2 separate regions of the Lactuca sativa genome follow, and region 2 is linked to region 1. The links are chromatin contacts, called in public Hi-C maps. All regions are on one chromosome and are shown on one strand. The core of a region is the stretch at or near the end of the contact, and the rest is flanking DNA. Distances in the headings are between cores, read along the strand shown.

Region 1 (2,823 bases), core at 165-2,664:
GTATCAATGTGTCATACCTTTAAATCTGCCCATCTCTTGCAGTGATTTTGCTTTAAGTAGGATCGCTTCAAGAAGCAGACTCACAGAATGAAGGGACATCACACCTACCACACTATTTTCCCTTTTGGCCTTGGAATTTCGTTGCAGGGTTCTGTCACTAATCGCCCTAATCATCCTTGGAGACAAGCTTCTGATGTCGATTCCATAGAAAACTTGAAGTGCAGCATCAAAATTGCCTCTCTGGTACTCAAGTCTACCCAACAAAGCTCTGGCTTCCTTCAGTTTCATGTAACATGTCATTCATATACACACATTTTTACTCAATTCCACACAAAAATAGCTAGTATAAGGGAATCTGAAACATAAAATTGAAGAGATAATTTCACCTCATAGTTCAGCGAAAGGGCTTCTTTAAGGGTGGATTCAGCTTCATCCACTTGAGCATCTTCGAATTTTGAATCCCAATCTCCAGTGCCAGTTCGAGAGGAAATTCCACTAGCTGAGAAATCCCTTGTAGCCAATGATTCCGGTGACCGAGAAATTGGCTCTTCTACCTTAAATTGCTCTCCCGAACAAGCACACAACATATTTCAGCTTTATCTGTTCTATCGATGTTTGGAATGAATTGGTTTCCGCTTGTTATATGAAACTATTTACGAATGTAACGTCCCAATTCGCTCATTTGTTCCACCTGAAAATCAATTGCACACAGAAATTTTTCAGCGTAAAGCAATTTACATCTCATAGTTCATGTTGGCATTTACATAAACACATTTGGGACTGGAATGAATAATGCACCTAATTCGTGTCATATAAGCTTGGATCAGAAAAAATTGTAGTCTAGGGCAGTAAAACAACAATGGAGATCTGATAGATTGCAGAAACTAACAAGTCCTGCAGCAAATTAATACTTAGAAACAACGCACGAAACAGGAAAACGTTTAGAAAAATGTGAAGACTAGACAGAACAGAAGGAATTGGAGGAAGAATAGAGATGATGAAGGAAAACGACTAACAGAAAGTGACAAAGTTGCTAGAAAACAAACAAAGCCCGAAATGACGGGACGAGCGAGAGAAACAAGAGTTGGCTAGAGCTTAGGAAGTACCACCCACGTAAATCACCATTAACGACGTGATTTTCTAGTGCTTTAACTGTGTGTTAATATACATGAAAACACATTTAAAGGAGCTTCATCTTACTGGTTTCCTGGTTTCCTTGAGGTTAAGATGACAACAATTATGAGTAGGCTTTGACATTAGTAACACGAATCGTGAAATGAAGAAGATGAAGTGATAAAGAGATCTGAGATAATTAGTTTTTGAGTATGATTGAGAGTGATTGTAACATGTGGTTGGTATGGGGAAGAAAGTGGGGAAGGGTCGTACCACTGCTACTCTAGTGTTCCCTCAATGGTCGATTTCAGTTTCTAGTTTCAAAATTTATTGGATTCTCTGTTTAATATTAAAAAAAAGACAAAACTTCAAAAATGGTCCCTATGGTTTTTGAAATCTGAAGTTTAGTCCCTAATTTATAAAAACATCACAGATGGTCCATGTGGTTTCAAAACTTTTAACAAATGGCCCTTTTCGTAAACTTCGTTAGCTTTTGGCCGTTAAGTAAAGGGCAATTCTGTTATTTCACTTCTACAGTGACCATTTATGAAGTTTTACCTTAACTTTAAATATATATATATATATATATATATATATATATATATATATATATATATATATATATATATATATATATATATATATATAATTATTTAATAGTAAAGGGTCCCACCTCTCTCTCTCTCCAGATCTTGTATGGATGGATGAGTGAACAATGTTTGACTGAAAAAGTCAAAATTGGATCGAGACCTTTCTTAATTGCTCTAGACGTCATCTCTACTTCTTCCACCCTCCTTCTCACATCTGGTTCTGGTTCTTCTGCCAATGGAAACTATAATGAATCACACAATTCGTTTACAAAATGAGCAGATCTCTCGATGCCTTCAATCTTATTCAAGAGTCCACAAGCATTTCTCATCCTTCTCTTCTTCGTCTCCTTCAAACACATATACACACACATTTCCTTTTACCACATCAACTTCATCGAAAAAGATGCTACAAGGATCGGCGTATCATTAGACTTACACAAACCTACCGAACCTAGCCAAATGTAGTTCTGGAATCATTCTAGTCAGAGAAAAATCAAAAGACACTTCTTGATTTATACAAAGATCAAAAGGAATGAAGACCAAGAACACAAAACAAAGGGAGCATGACATTACTCAGGTGGTTGAATTCTTCTAAAACGGATGAATTTGAAAATCTCTAAAACACAAACTCACAAGATTTTTGAAACGAATGAGAAGAAGATGATCCTTGAAAGCTACAATCAAAAACGCACACATACACACACCTATTAATCGAGCCCTCTGAGATAAACAAAAGACATTCATGGTTCGATTTCACCCTTAAAATCAATTTCATATTCGAATTTGATTTCATATTGCATTAGGGTTTACCAGGTTTGAATCTTAAGAGATCGACAGTGGTTGAATCATGACATATTCAAAATTACCACAAAACCCTCCCAAACACCGAAGTCGTTGCCTTTCTCGTCAGGCATAAGTTTTCAAACACCTTTCTCGTCGGACCTAAGGGTTATAGACACCCATCAGAGCTCTTGGACATGAAATGTGGGATTTTGGGTAATTTATGTTGAAGCTTTCATGTTGGAGTTTCATCAAGAAATGGAAGGGGTTTGTGTGTGTATGTGTGTGTGTGTGTGTGTGAGAGAGAGAGAGAAAGAGAGACCCTTTAATATTAAATAAT
Region 2 (2,823 bases), core at 217-2,716, 190 kb before region 1:
CTACAAAGGTTTCAAATTTGTTTGTTATTTCACTTTTATTTAAATTGTTAGATTCAGAACAGATCTAGCAATTATAAACGTACAAATTCAGTAAACTAAAATCATCTGATTGTGATTTCTCAAAGCTCAGTTTAAACGTAAATGAAACAAAACTCGACTACGAAAACCGTTTTCCTTTCTTCATTTCTCTTAATGTTCTTCATAATCGATTTTACTCGCTGGAGAGGTAGAGAGAAACCCTTAGTGACAAATGACTGTATGAGAAGCGATCCACAAGCAACGTAATTTCTAAGCTTGCTGGAATGGAATTCAGGAGCATAGAGAGGTCGTGTACGTGTGTCGTGTGCTTGTGTTCTCACATGTTGACTTTTTTAAGTCAAACACCAATAAGTTTCTCAAGCATGATAGTAGTAGTTACCATGAAGGCCGTTGAATTTGACTAAAAAGACAAAGAGACCCTTTTTAGGTTTTCTTTTGCTAATCAGTCCGGGAGTATTTTAATATTTAATACCACTCCCTTCCCATTAAAATAAATGATTCATTTGACTTTATATGACTTTATCTATAGGTTTATTTAAAAATAAATGACTAGTAGTCAAATATTTAAGGTGAAAATATAAAAGAATTTTATAAATAAAAAATAATTCAACCAATATTTTATGATGGTTACAAATACATAGTAAATATGAAGACTCGTTTTTAAACACAATGTTTTAAATTTTTTAATAACATTTGTTTAGTATATTAACAAATTCACTCATTGATAATTTGATACCAACATCATCAGCAAGATCCAGGCTTTCAACATATTCCATCATGGAAAAAATCATGGACGACTCGTCAGCAAATGAGGTATACATATGCATCCGCTAAAGTTTTTTTTAATCATATTGGACCTTTAGATCCCGGACTCAATTCTTTTTACATCTCCAGATCTAGAAATATCTTGATATGTATGCATGGTGTTCTTTGTGTAATGGTTGTCGATTTGTATGAAGTTTGTGGATCATGTTTAAGCTCCTCCTGTTGAAAAAGTGATGTCTATTTAAACATATATAAAGTGTACAGGTCACATATGTGTATTTTTTTTAATATCTTAGCAACATTAACAATGTGTTTGTTATGTCACATGATATTGATGGCGCAAAATTTAAAAACGGTATTAATGTAATGCAAATCATATCATATCTCTTTACATATATTTCTAAAACTCTAAATACTTTATGTATAGCAAATTAGCAATAGTAAAACTTGAAATGGCTTCATTGACCATGTTTACGTAGTATAATTTGGATATTTTTCAATCTCTTTGAAGCAATATACTTTCATCGCATATTAAAGTTTGATCATTAGATAAATATACTAATGTTTATAACTAGAAGGACTGAAATTGAAATTGTATAAAAGATGAAGGGACTTAACAACTGAAAACTGAAATGATTTTGTTTTCTATATGGGGGATCCAAATTGAAACAGGAAAAGGCGACATTTTCTTTGGGGGAAAGAGAAAGAGAAAGAGAAAGAGATGGGTTGCTTCGGTTGCTTCGATGGAGGGTTAGCGAGAGAGGAAAGATTGGAGGAAGAACGCAGGGCTTCTGAAGAAGCTCGAGCTAAAGCTGCTGAAGCCGCCGAGAAAAGGTAATTCTCTTTCGTTTAATTTCAACCCGTTTATTCCTTCTTCAGAATCTGTGATCGTTCTTTGTTAGAACATACCTTCGTTTTTCTTAGCTCTTTTGATTTGATTGTTTGCAATTTCAGTCAATTGTGCTTGTTTTTAGCTCTAGGATTGTTTTTGTAGTTTGATGTAGGATCAATGGTTACTTTGACGTTCGCGATAAAGGAGACAACTTTTAAGTTAACTCGATTGAATGTTTTCTAAAATTCGACATCAAGTTCTTTCTAAATGCTAACTTCCTAAAAAATATATTTCAGTTCACTGTTTCCATCTCTAAATTGAACTCCAGGATCAGTCCATTCTAATTTTGAGTGTCTATAATAATCAAAAGGGCATCTCCAATTTTTCTAATCAGAGGAACTACGGAATAGGGATAGAGTTTGCAAAAATCTTGGTATTCTATACATGTTTGCAGGCGACTGTATGAATTCCATTACAAAGTTTACATTGTCATAAGGTTATAAAACAATAGTACTTCCATTTTTGCAAATTTTGTGACTTTTGAGTGCCAAATATGTTTATTTTGTTGCTTTTTAATTTGGAAACTCCTACCCTTCTTTTATCTCAAATGTCAAAATGCTTCTTTTGTTAGAAAGATTGGAGCATCTCAATGATGATATTTTCATGACTGAATTTTTAGGCAAGAACAATTTGCACAATCAGCTGCAGGTAGAGCTGCACGAGCTCAGATGCAAGCAGCTGCAAAACAGGCTTCAAACCCTAACAAAGGCGAACCAACTCTCAAGGTATATTTTACATATAAGAAGGGCATTATCGTCTTTTTGCGTAATTTTTATCTTATTGACTTCGGTTCTGATCATATAAATTATTTTGTGGGTGCAGTGGCAGATGGGATAACCATAGCTTTTGTAAACATAACGTTCGCCACCACATGTATTTGTAAGTCACCTTTTTGCTTCTGTTTATCTGGCATATGCCACGTATATAAAAAAATGCTGATGTGGCAAACAGTATTAATAAAAAAAAAAGCTTAGGTGGCACGGCATAGGACTAGACATTGTCTAAAACTTAATGGCATATGTTAATAATTGGAACTCATTGATTTTTTTATGTGGATAAATTGTTTGTAGGATCGTAATAAAGAAGTGGAAAGATGGAATCAGTGAAGAGAAGCTGTTTATTGTGAA

What was found. A called contact is a pair of places that touch in the nucleus more often than the background predicts.
Region 2: a Hi-C map of leaf shows a contact between it and region 1, with 4 times the contacts expected there. The contact joins the promoter of LOC111893145 here to the promoter of LOC111893143 in region 1. A contact is called at or near these places in 2 of 4 Hi-C or Micro-C datasets (leaf and seed).

What each region holds. Positions count from the first base shown.
Region 1 is chr4:265,435,815-265,438,637 of Lsat_Salinas_v11, reverse strand. LOC111893143 (protein NPGR1) reads right to left here and starts at 1,414. Exons shown (of 6, transcript XM_023889211.2): 1 at 1,201-1,414; 2 at 387-691; 3 at 18-276. The coding sequence starts at 587.
Region 2 is chr4:265,622,889-265,625,711 of Lsat_Salinas_v11, reverse strand. It overlaps LOC111893145, which reads left to right and starts at 1,466. Exons shown (of 4, transcript XM_023889212.3): 1 at 1,466-1,638; 2 at 2,316-2,421; 3 at 2,519-2,575; 4 at 2,767-2,823. The coding sequence starts at 1,526. The coding sequence ends at 2,533.